Linked DNA regions of Rattus norvegicus: regions 1 and 3 are each linked to region 2. The links are chromatin contacts, called in public Hi-C maps. All regions are on one chromosome and are shown on one strand. The core of a region is the stretch at or near the end of the contact, and the rest is flanking DNA. Distances in the headings are between cores, read along the strand shown. Region 1 holds the start of Smyd2 (SET and MYND domain containing 2). Region 2 holds the start of Cenpf (centromere protein F). Region 3 overlaps Ptpn14 (protein tyrosine phosphatase, non-receptor type 14).

What was found. Hi-C and Micro-C count contacts between places; a contact is called where the count stands out from the background.
Region 1: a Hi-C map of Schwann cells shows a contact between it and region 2, with 5 times the contacts expected there. The contact joins the promoter of Smyd2 here to the promoter of Cenpf in region 2. A contact is called at or near these places in 5 of 12 Hi-C or Micro-C datasets (the Rat2 cell line, Schwann cells, kidney and 2 more).
Region 3: a contact with region 2 is called in a Hi-C map of kidney, with 6 times the contacts expected there. The contact joins the enhancer-like site here to the promoter of Cenpf in region 2. A contact is called at or near these places in 12 of 12 Hi-C or Micro-C datasets (the A7r5 cell line, the Rat2 cell line, Schwann cells and 7 more).

What each region holds. Positions count from the first base shown.
Region 1 is chr13:103,995,790-104,000,036 of GRCr8, forward strand. Smyd2 (SET and MYND domain containing 2) reads right to left here and starts at 1,985. Exons shown (of 12, transcript NM_206851.1): 1 at 1,779-1,985. The coding sequence starts at 1,951.
Region 2 is chr13:103,758,352-103,762,376 of GRCr8, forward strand. Cenpf (centromere protein F) reads right to left here and starts at 2,535. Exons shown (of 18, transcript NM_001100827.1): 1 at 2,426-2,535.
Region 3 is chr13:103,948,272-103,952,640 of GRCr8, forward strand. Ptpn14 (protein tyrosine phosphatase, non-receptor type 14) reads left to right here. Exons shown (of 19, transcript NM_001401364.1): 19 at 1-3,437. Among named protein-coding and RNA genes, the nearest start is that of Smyd2, 47 kb to the right of the region's middle. Within about 2 kb of position 2,165, at least 6 of the 93 cell types and tissues checked have an H3K27ac peak or open chromatin away from gene starts, as enhancers often do. A contact at or near this core is called in the A7r5 cell line and kidney, where this site is marked.

The DNA of each region.
Region 1 (4,247 bases), core at 735-3,234, 240 kb after region 2:
ACGCACCCCACTTGTAGAATGGTCCCAAGACGTCACAGAGCTGTTCGTCACCCCTTTAATACATAGGAACAGGCTAGGCCTCAGTCATACACAAATAGGAGACAGAGTGACGCAGTTTTAGAACGATCTAGCAAAACAGATTTAACAGAAACCACAGGGTGAGGTATGAAGATCTTTCTAGGCCCATGGATCTCATGAGTTATTTATTTATTTATTTATTTATTTATTTATTTATTTATTTATTTATGTATTGTGCAATATTTTAGTTGATTTCCAAGGACTCTGTTACATAAGCCAAACAGAAGAGGTTGGAGCAATGGAATGACTGCCTGGGGCAGCCCTGAGGAGGGAACTGAGGCAAAATTAGTGACACTGACAAATGTCAATGTGGGGGGCAAACTTTGCCACAAATGTCAGGGTACTCCTGGGGCTTGTGTGTCTGCGTACAATCAGGACACTCCCAACAGGAGAGAAGCACGTCTCAGCTGTCAACGCAGATATTTAATTTCAGGAGGAGAGACTGGCCACGAGTCCCTACTACGCACTGAGCAAGGCCCACACCTCTCAGCGCACGCTGTGGCTTCTGGCAAGCACCAGGACCCCTGAGGGAGGCCCCTTCTGTGCTGGGTGACCCGTTTTGCTCCTTTACTGCAGACACCCACACTGCTGCAGACTCCCAGCCACAGCGAGGCTCAGAAGATCAAGGGACCAGTCTCAGCAGCCTTTTTAACTTTGGGAAAACCCAATGCTCACTTCACTCGAACGTCGCAAAGTGGTGCCATGACCCTTTAGCTCTTGGCTCACCAATTCAAAGAGGCACATCACATACAGCCCTTCCGCTGCCCACGGCATGGTTCTGCGTCTAGTTCCTTTCCAGGTCCCCCCAAGCGGAAGACAGTTCTGGCAGGGAGTCGGGCCGAGATTACTCTAATATTCAGCCTTTGTCCATTCTTTTGTTGTCTTATTGGAGAATGAGGTACACCAGTCTGGGAGGCTAAGTGCAGAGAGCTTCGATGAGTGCTGGACTCAGACCAGCCCTCGAGAGGGACCCGAGAACCCCATGTTAGCTTAATCTATCCCACCATCTCCACTTCAAAGATGAAGGCACTGACCTTCAAAGCAAGTATGAGGGTCCCTTCCTCAGGCATCCACAGATGGCCTGGGGTAGGCTGAACTCTAAAGCCAGACCCCCTAGCTCAGGAAACTTGGGGAGCACAGGAGTGGGTGGGAAGTGTCAGTCCTGAGGCAGGCCAGGCTTCAGCCCCTAATTAGTGCTTTGTGTACACCCAGGTGCCCTTCCTCTCTGGGCTTTAGTTTCCCAACAGTAAAATGATCTCTTCTCAGCCCTTAAGATAAAGTGTGTCTGTAAAATGAAGAGACAGGGTGGGATGGCGGAGTACCTTTCTGCTCCACAACTACCTGAAGGCTTAGCATATGGGCGTGGACTCAGGACATATATGATGTACTACAAATATTCTCCCAACAAACTGTATCCCCCTCCCCCCCATCTACGGAGCCCAGTCTCATAGGCGTGCCCCATACCGTCCCTCCTCAAGGATAACCGGAAGGGTCCCCGGCTGATCGGGTTGTCACTTCTTGGGGGGTGGGGGAGCCGCCCATCTCAGCACAGCCCGGGAGGCCTCCGGACCACAGGGAGTCTAAACTAGAGCGGACACGCGTGGGGCGGCGCAGGTCCGGCTGCGGGGCAGGCCGTGGCTGAGCGGACGCGGCGCACGTGGCCCCGCGTGGCCCCTCCCTCCCGCACGGTCCCCGAGTACCTGGCGAAGCAGCACTCGCAGTGGTGGCCCCGCTCGCCCACGGTGAGCACGCAGGCGTAGGCCGGGCAGGAGAAGAGGAGGTCGCCCACGTGGAAGGGCCGCAGCGCACGGAGCCCCCGGCCCTTGCCCGCGCTGCAGAAGCGCTCCAGGCCGCCGCGGGCCTCGGCGCGCATGCTGGCAGCGCTGCGGCTGCGCGCTGCGGGGCACGCGCGTCACGGGAGGGAGGGAGGGAGGGAGGGCAGGTCTGCGGCGGCCGCCGGCCTTCAAGGAACTCGGCGCTCCTCTCGGGGCGGGTGCTGTGCCCTGGCCGCGCCCCGGAGCGCCGGGCGGGAGGGCGGTGCGAGGGTGCGCAGGGCGCGCGCGCGGGAGTCCGCCCGCACACGCCAGGCTGCGCTGCCCGGTGGGAAAGGCCGGAGTCCCCAACCGTCCAGACCACCACCCGCTGTGTCCGCAGACGGCGCCCCACTAAGAACTAAGATCCCGGCTAGTGGAGCAGGGGGTGAATGAATGTGGTTTGCAGTTGTTGAGCTGTGCGTGCAAAAAGCACAGTTCTCACCTCCCTTGGCTCATTCTGGAGCCAAGATGAGGGGCCAGGTTTGGGTTACCCCAAACTCTACCTTCCGATGTTGTAACAATTCGATTTAAAATGTCCATAATAACCAGACAAAGAAAATCATAAATCAAGACTTCAAAAATACATGCGGTGGGACCCCCAGTAAGCTGGCTGCAGAAGGGAAGGGACCTCAGCTATAGGCCTCAGATGCAGTCTGACTACATCTTAGCATATGGGTCGGTGTGAGCTTGTGATCTGATAATGTTCCAGACGGTTTTACCTGTTCTTCACAAGCTGGTAGGTTAGACACGGGGTAGGCAACCGGTAGCTATTAAGGGAACTGGAGAGGGCCCAAGAAAAACTGCCAGTAAGCTCCAGACCTGCGACATTGCAGCCTCTCCGCAAAGGTTGAAGTTCAAATCAGCTAATTAGCTTTACAGAGAGAGGTCCAGTGCCAGCTGCAGTTCTTTCTCCAGCTTTCGTTCACGGGGCAAATCACAGAACTGGGAATTTGGAGGGTGTAAATAAAATCCCTTTAATGATAAAATGCTCCTATGAACGTGTGTGGGGGTCAGAGGGCAAACTTGCAGAAGTGGGCTCTCACCTTCCACCACACGGGGCCTGTGTCTGGTTTGTCTGTCAGGTTTGGTGCCTCTGATCTAGCTGGCCCATGTATCCATTTTAGTAACCATGGACATCAGTGGACTATAAACCTGGACAAAGTGTAGCACCGGGTCCTTCAAACCCACATAATTTATCCCAGTAATAATTACCCTTAGTTACTGGGCATCATTCGCTAACCAACCATCGAGCCAATGTATTTATTTAACACATCATGCTTAACCTTAAAATCGGTGTAAGATTTGGGAAACCATTTTCCATACACTTCTCACCTGTGGTGGGCAACATTCTCAGAGTCATAGGTGTGTGGCCGCAGCCTCACTCCATGACATAGCCTGCCATCTGCCAGAGGCGTTTTCTCAAATCTTGGGACTTTCAAAGATAGCCAGCCAGCTTGGCAATGTGTCTTTTGGATTCATTTTGTTTTGCTTCTTAGCACTCTGGTTTGGGGAAGGATGTCTAGCCGGTACAAAGAAGAAAAGACGTAGAAATAAACAAGCAACGTGTTTGTTAACTCAGCGCACGATTTACTCGTTCAAGAACTCATTGTGCAGAGTTTGAGAAATGTGTCCCGTTCCCCCCCCACTCAACCCCCCCCCCCCACACACACACCTTTCTCCTGCTCGTGTTGTTTTGACACAGGCTGGCCTCAACCTCCCTACCAACCAGAGATTGACCTTGGACTTTGGTGCCTCCTGCCTGTCTTCCTAATGACCGTAGTACAGGTATGCAGCACCACACCCTGTTCCCTGGGGTACTGCGGACTAAACCCAGGGCATCTCAGGGCAGAGGTGAGTGTTCCGAGAGAACACTGGAAAACAAGCGGCTTCATTTCAGAAAAGTCGGGATGAATTCGAGTGACTGGGGACGGAGAAACAGGCGGCTAAGCAATAGCTGTAAAGTTAGGAGCCTCCCGTAATGATTAAAGCTGTGCTTAAAATAAATGGCCAAGGCACGGCTCCCAGCCAGCCGGGGCAGACCGATGACAGCACCCTCCATGCATCTCATGCTTGCCGCTCTGCCACTCAGCGGTCTCACATTCCATGAAGGAAGCTGTCTGGCTGCCAGGGCCCGGCTACCAGCTCCTCTCCCGCTTGTCCCATGGTTTGGGGAAAGCGATGTTGGAAAGATTTGGGGCGGCTTTGCCTCACGTTGAAAGGCAGACACGGCGGGCACAGGATGAAGGCCCCCTCTGCTTAACGGCCTAAAAGATCATCTAATCCATTTGTTACGCATCCTTCCAGCTGCAGATTAGCACGTGGAAGAAACAGCTCTGGGCTAGGAAATGAAGCCCT
Region 2 (4,025 bases), core at 1,285-3,784:
TAACAGGTCAGCTTCCAGTCAGGCTCTCACAGACGTCTAACAGGTCAGCTTCCAGTCAGGCTCTCACAGACGTCTAACAGGTCAGTTTCCAGTCAGGCTCTCACAGACGTCTAACAGGTCAGCTTCCAGTCAGGCTCTCACAGACGTCTAACAGGTCAGCTTCCAGTCAGGCTCTCACAGACGTCTAACTCTTTCCAAGCTGCATCGTTTGTTAGACTGATGCATGCATGCATTAGTCAAGAGTAAGTCCGGGCTACTGCCAGGACCACTGCAAAGGTGACAGAGGCATGCTCCACATGTAAAAGGAACACAGACAGGGATTCAAAGGGCAATTCGAGCCCTGCCGCTGTCACTCAAATGCAACTGGTCTTTGTCTTGGTTTTGTCAATTATGAGAATAATGTTGGCAACTTCCTTGAGCATTAGAATGGCATCTCCTGGTACATTTCCTACATGTGTTAACTATTATATCAGTTCCCCAAAAACATACTTCAGCTTAGGACACAAAGGAAATGTGGATCACCTCCTTCTGAGCCACATCCATGTACGTATAGAGACAGTATCTAACTGGAAATATTTTGAAAAGATATTTCCAAAAGTTAAAGAGAAACAAGGATCTTGGCATGTTAGATAAGGGCCTTGAAGACAGTTTCTGCTGCCAGCTTCATGATTTTTTTTTCCAAGATCTCATTTCTCAGAAGACATCTGTAACTCCACGCCCAATTTCCCGCAAAATTTTCTAAAAGAAATCAAAGGCCTCTTAATTAAGACAAAGAACAACTGACCCTGCTCTAAGACATCAGCTTGTAGTTTGTCCATTCAAGATGAGAGTACGCTAGACCAAAACCACACGCAAAACTGTCTTAACTATTCAGCCAGCCACCGAAATCATTACATCAAGATTCCTCAGCCAAATCCTCCTTTTAGCCCAGCACTTGAGAGACAGAGGCAGGCGGATCTCTTGAGTTTGAAGCCAGCCTGGTCTACAGAGTGAGTTCCAGAACAGCCGGGGCTACACAGAGAGGAAAAAAGCCATGGTCAACAAGACAAGAAAGAACAATCTAGTGAGATACAAGCAGGAAATGCAGCAGGCTTCTTCTCTAATTCAAAACCTACAAACAGCTATGTACGTTTGTTTGTAGTCACACCTTGTTGAAAACAAGAAGGTAGTTATGTATGTAGTTAGTATAACAAAAGTTATATTTCATTATGCTGCGGATTATTATACAATATTTATACTTTAAATTCCTAAGCCTGTCTTCCCATGGCTGCTCACCTATGTGATGTATTTTTTTTCTCTTTATTATTATTATTATAATTATTATTTATTCACTTTACATCCTTTTTTTTTAAAAGATTTATTTATTCATTTATTATATATAAGTACACTGTAGCTGTCTTCAGATACACCAGAAGAGGGCATCGGATCTCTTTACAGATGGTTGTGAGCCACCATGTGATTGCTGGGAATTGAACTCAGGACCTCTGGAAGAGCGGTCGATGCTCTTAACCGCTGAGCCATCTCTCCAGCCCTCGCTTTACATCCTAATGGTAGTTCCCCACCCCACCCCTTGCGCCCAGTCCCCACCTCACAAACACCTCCCCTTCTTCTCAGAGAAGGGGAAGACTCCCTTGGATACCACTTGATCCTGAGACATCAAATCGAAACAGGACTACACACATCCTAAGGCCCTAAAAGCCAACAGAAGTTTTTGATTCGAGGGTTAGGATCCTGAGGGCAGACCAAGGTGTCGTCTTTTCAGAGACTCAGAGTAGAGCACTGTTTCGTCTCCACTTACATACTGTCCAGTGGGCATCATGGGGTTTTAGGGTTGTTATTTGAGTGAGAGATGTCAGAGTTCTGGTTATTAGCCTTGGGTGTTTAAAGAGCATTTTTTACTATGTTCATTAAAACACATATATACATTTTCTACCTCGCCTACGCTTACATATAAATACACCACACCGATCCCCTGCCTACTTGCGATTAGGTGTTGACGATGTAAGGAACCATCTGACCGCCACCTAAATTGGGTCACTGGAGCAAAAGTTGTAAAAATCCGTAAACCAAAAAAGTAAGATTGAAGAGGCAGGGTCTGAGAGGAAGACGAAAGATGAAGCAAAACGTCGGAGGTGAAGGTTTAAAAGGACTTCCACCGGAAAGTATGTCTTAAATTATGCGGAGGGCTCGCTTCAAGGGCCAATCGCCCGCCTCAGGTCCTAAGAGGTTCTGGCGGGTTTCTACGGTTGTCCTCCGTCAGAATCCTGCCAGTGCTATTTAGTTCTGGCTGCTGAGCACAAAGCACAGCCTGGCACCCAGGCGACCCAAAGCCGCTAAGCGAGAATGAAGCTACAAGAAACCATGAGGGACTCCGATGGGGCGCCGCGTGGGGGACGGGGATTCCGGGCTGGGGGGGGCTGCTCACCTGAGCGCCTCTCGGAACCCGGCTCAGGGATCCGAGAACCCCGGGTTCTTCACCGCCGAGCTCCTCACAAAGCGCGCCGCACCTGCCGCCCAGCACGAGCGATTCAAACTGCCCGCGGCCACCGCCCCTCTTCCTGTCGTTCACTTCCGGTCCCTCCCAGCTAGTCTCCACGCCTATTGGCCATTGCTAAAGGCTGTCGACCAATCCGCGCCAGCATCCTCGGTGAGCCTCCTCTGATTGGTTCTTTTGGACGACTGTTTAAAAACAAGCGGTGCCAAAGCAGACTTTGGATGGGCTGGCGTTGCCTAGAGACGGGCACTACATGCTCAAAAGGGTGGCCCTGAGCCGCTGGGCGTGCTGAGGAGGAGGGTGAGGCCTGTTCCGCGGGGTGGCCGCTCCCTCTAACTGTAGGACAAACGTGAGGTGTTAGCTCTGAGGTGACTATTACTATGAAAGTTGGCTGCGAAGTTGAGCCAGCTGGCGCGCGCCTGTCATAGCCGCCCTGAGGAGGGCGTTTGGAGGACAGCCTGGGCTATATACAGAGACTCTTGTCGCAAAATAAATACAAAATAAACAAACAAACAAATAAATATAAATAAATAAAACGCGTAAATAAAACGGAGGCACAGCATAACAAAATAATCTGAACTTGAATCTAAGACATGCATGCAAAACACCAACTGCTGACCTCTCAGTCATCTCAGTCTTATTTTCAAAATCTGAATTTGCGCGCGCAGGTTGTAGTGGCGCTGAATATGAGATTAAAGGTGAACGCTTTTTATCAGACTCAAATATTCACAAGACCCTTCTAAAATGAGTGCACTCCAACCTTTTTATGAAGCCCAGGTTTGTGAGTATATGAACATATATATATATATATATATATATATATATATATATATATATATATGAACTGACTGCTCTTCCAGAGGTCCTGAGTTCAATTCCCAGCAACCACATGGTGGCTCACAACCATCCGTAATGGGATCTGATGTCCTCTTCTGGTGTGTATCTAAAGAAAGCAACTGTGTACTCTGTATATAATGGGGGGGGGAGGGGGAGGGAGAGCGAGAGCGAGAGGGAGAGCGAGAGGGAGAGCGAGAGCGAGAGCGAGAGCGAGAGCGAGAGAGAGAGAGAGAGAGAGAGAGAGAGAGAGAGAGAGAGAGATTGAATTTCACTATGGTTGCTTATGGAACATGAGTAAACAAACTATAGTGTTTCTTTAACAGAGCAGTGCCCCTTACCAGTAGCTACACAACACAGTGGGGTGGGGGGAGGGGACACCGTTTTTCTTCCCTCATCAACTTTTTATCAGTTAAGTCCTCAAGGACAGGTGAGATCCCTTTCCTCACAAATAAGCTTCCAAAGGCAGGAACAAGCTATGAATTGTGAAGTTGATGTGCTGCCTTCCATCTCTTTCAAACTTGCTCTGTCCCCTTTACCTTTCATTAGACTATTCCTGCAGTTGGATTTGGTTCTGCTTCCCTTTTACTGAAATCATGCTGATCCTTCAGTTCAAACACAACCTTCTTCATAAAACCACTGAGCAGGCTAACTTTATGTCAATCTGACACAACCTAGGGTTATCTGAAAGGAGATT
Region 3 (4,369 bases), core at 915-3,414, 190 kb after region 2:
ACATGTTTGACAACGAGTTGAAGGTAGCAAGTGCCCTGCACCTTCCAGGCTCTCTCACCTCTCGTGGCATGTCTGGTGGAGAGAGCAAATCCAGCTCATTGAGTTCTGTTTGGAGATGTGCCAGTTACGTGAGGTAGAGAGGGCAAAAAAACACCAGGACGTTCTAGAATAAACTCAAGGGACATTATTCATTTCTTCTCAGTATTAGGAAATGAGCTGTCCACGGAGTGCCCTGTCACTGCCGTCGAGCCCTCAGCTGCACTTAACAAAGATTCTGCCCCTGCTGCTTCCAGCCAGCATTCTAGCCAGGCGGCCACCAAGTTCTCATTCGGTGTTGTCTCTCCCTGAGTGGTAGCTCTGACTCCCTCAGCTTTGAGCGGAGAGCTCTGGGTCTCCCGTAGGAATGGCATAGTCCCTGGTGACCTATGGCTTGTTGAGTGACAGATGAGTCGGCTCTGGAGGGTGGAGTCAGTCACAGTTAGCCCCGGAGGGTCATTGCAGCCTGAAAATGCCTTCGCCTCGCTTCTGAGTCCGTTGGTGGCAAATCACCTTGGGGAAATATGAGGGTGTGCTGCCAACCCATGCAGATGTCACCCATTCTAGGGGAGCTGGAACCCGGGTCCAGCAGCTTGTCCAGTATCCATCCTGTCTTCCCTGTCCTCAGCTTCTGCATTTCTGTTACACCTTAGGGGAAGTGAGGGTTTTTACCCAGTGTGTCCAGTCCTCCATGGCCTTAATACGATTAATACGGCACACTGTGTTTCTCAGACTCTCACTGGCCCGTTGCTGCTAGCCTGTTCGTGGCCAGGCACTGGGGATCTGGCACCCCTCGATCTCATAGGTGGATAACGCACTGCCGTTTGGAGGCCGGGCCTTGCGGTTCAGAGCTGTGTTCCGTCTCCTCATCTTAGAGATAAGTGAAAGGATGTTTGGTTGTCTGGCGGGAGGGTTGGAGCAAACGCCAGCCTAAGCATGTCCAACTGTTACCTAGACAGCGACTCTTCTGCTATGGGCTTGCCAGCAGGACCAGCGCTTGTCCAAAGACAGTGGGGAGGTTAGATCACCCCCGAATTTCTTACCCAAAGTTTATTGGGCATAAAATGTTTTGGACCCTGCAGCAGTGATGTCAGAGTTGGAAACGATGATACAACACCCCAGGGAAGGCTGTGATCCAGTGTTGAGATCGACTTCTCCCGGGCTCCTGGCCTGCTCCCCGTACTGGGTTGTCACATGTGGCCCTTGCATCTGGGCAGTTGCTTTGGAGACTCCTTGCCCGATACTGCACGCCTGTGAGCAGGGTTCTGCCCCTGCAATGTTACATCCACGCTTAGCATTCCCAGTCTCCCTTGCTGGTGAGTGCCTGTGCGAGCCATGTTTATCCAAACACGGTGAGGGTGAGTGTTCTGGTGCGGGGACGGGGCGGTGCCCCTGTGCAATTCCACTGTCTGCATTCCAGGTCACTTTGTCTATTCAGATACCACCAACTCTCCTTGCTTGTTTGCTTGCTTTCCAGACCAGCTCTCTGAAGCTCCCTCTTAATTTTTTCCTGCCTGGCCACGGAGCGGGCAAGAGGACCATGGTCTTGAACCTCTCTAAAATGTCCATGGAGGAATTCTTAATTTAAGAAGGAATGACTCCATGCCTTTGGGGTTGGATAGGGAATAGGATCTGGGAAATGAGTGTCCAAAACGAGTTGGGGAGAAGACTTCTTACAACCAGGCCTCCTGTCCTGAGGTGCAGCACCGTCCCTCAGTACCAGAAGAGAGAGGAAAAGGACGAATATTAGTTCGATTAGAAATAACATTGGCAGCAGGCTTCCTGTTTATTACAGGTGCCCCAACAGGCTTTAGGACGAGAGCGCTGGTGTGCAGTCTAACTACCCCTGGCTCGCCTGGACTGTTTGCTCCAGTCTCCCTGGTCAGCTGGTGGGACAGGTGCACTGCAGGGCTTCCCAGGGAGCCCCACAGGGTGTGCTATGATCGACGGCTAATGCAGAATAAGCTATCTGCCTAGCCTCCTGCCTTATTAAGTTTTCTTCTCCAACCTCTTCCTTCAGGGACACAAACTCTTTTGGGTGGAAAGCAGAGAGTAGAGGAGCCATCAGTGCCTTGGGGTGGGACCTCACACTAAACCCTCAGGAATGCTGCTTGAGCATGGCCAGGTGGCGTTCTTGGCATTTCTCTGGGGCCTCCGCCTCCCTCGGTGCAGTGCTAGCTAATAAATACCTTGAGCATTGAACTGAAAACTCTTTCCTTCCGAGCCATTTTATTTAGACTCAAAGGCTGTAAAGTTTTACTGCAATTTCCTTTGAAGTTCTTCGCCACTATTGGTAGTCCTAAAATTCTTCAACCACATTCTTTCAGATACAAGCCCACACTTCCTTAGAGATGATTTCCACTGTATGCCCTCTGTCCCTCAGTGGTCAGCTGACCTGGCTGAGGGTTCCCTGGGGAGGTTCCACGTGCAGATGACTATTGAAAGTGTAACCTTTTGTGACGTGTTACATAATAACTGGCTACTTTGCTTCACCAGTCCTTCACTCTTTTGTTCAGTATTTTGATGCTTGCGTTTTGGTTGTTTCTGTCAGATGTTGTGAATTTTGGTTTCCTTCAAAATAATTGACATTTGATGGTTTTTATTTTGAAATGATGCACAGACACCCCCACCCTCAGCTTAGAAACCAGCTTTCTTTAGGGTTCTTGGGTCAGCCCACAGAAGCCTACAGACCTCCGCCATGGCTGGAAGGCAGTGCTATGCCAGATGTGGTTGGCTTTTATGGGCTTGCACATGGGCTAGCAGCACCCACTATGTTGTAAGCTGTGAAAGAAAGAAAGAAAGAAAGAAAGAAAGAAAGAAAGAAAGGAAGGAAGGAAGGAAGGAAGGAAGAAAGAAAGAAAGAAAGAAAGAAAGAAAGAAAGAAAGAAAGAGAAAGAAAGAAAGCATTCCAGGTTGGGACTCAGCACCTAGTCCATGGCAGTTGCCGACTGAGACGGCTGTCAAACCTCTCTCCTCGCAAACTGCACCTGAGGACCGGGGACAGAGGAGACAAGAGGACGACATTCCTTCCTAAGTTACCAATTATCACGTTGACTGTACTTTGGCAGAGACTCTCCGTCACGTGGATAATATTAAAAGCCCTAAATAAAGTTATGCATGCTGTTGTTCATCAGTAACAAGCGTTTGCCTGCCAGCCTCTGCCACAGACAGCTCTGAGGTGTAGGGTGCTGGCTTTTGACAGTATTCTTTTGCACTGTTCCCTCTTTCTACGAAGTCTTATTTAGGTAACAGTCCTAGAGGATGTTGTCTCTGTCCTTGTCGTTGCTGTAAAATGTTTCCTATGTGCCTTTACAAATGTGAGGTCTTTATTCTAACCCCCCCTTTTTTGTAAAAGATATCTATTGATTTCTACATGCAATAAACCTTGTTTTGAGAGAAAACAGCTGTCTTGTCATAACACACCTGCAGTAGTTGAATACACAGGCTTCCCTTACTCCATATCTGCATGCTTGTGTGGGTGTGCATTCATTCACATGTGTGTACATGCCTGTAGAGACCAGAAGCCAACCCTCAGGAACTTTTTACCTTGTTCTGAGCAGGGTCTCTCCTAGCCTGGAACTTCCGGTTCAAGCAAGCCTGAGGAACTTGTCTCTGCCACTGGGATACACACGTGTGCCACCAAGCCCTATTCTGGAGTTTGAACTCAGGGCCTCAGGCTGACTCATGAGGTCAGCACATGGCTGACTGAGCTATCTTCCCACCTTATTGTCTCTCTTACCTAAGATCGGTTCTATAGGCGAAGACCTTTTGGAAAACCTGTCTCGATGAAGACTTTGCAGTTCCCCATGTCTGCATTGTAGAGGAAACACACAAGAAGCAAATGCTAGGATGGGTCTTTTTTTCCCACACATTTGGAGAGAACCTGCAGGAAGCCTCCCTTCTGGGTCTCTTCTGCCATGGCAGGTAGCAAGTTCTTGTGAAGAGGGAAGAGGAGGCTGTGTGTCCTTGGGGAGCAGCAGCCAGTGTCGACAACTTCCAACAGTAAACCGTTCACAACCCCAGCTCGCCTCACCTCTGAGTAGGAATACTAAAAGGGAAGGAGAGATGGTCATTTCAGCAAACATGAAAATATTTTTATTTTTATGGTGACCTTGTCAATGGGACAGTTGTGATTCTTGAAATAAAAGCTATGTAATGTTTTTAGAAGGTGCAACAGAAAAATAGATCATTGGGAGTGGGGATCAGTGAGTCAGGGTGGAGAGAAGGGTTTGTCTGTGTTACACCGAGTCAGCCCAGTTTGTTTTCTTCTGCAGATTAAACAAACCATTTTCAGTACACACTTGAGAAATTAGACTGTCAACATAAGGCCTGG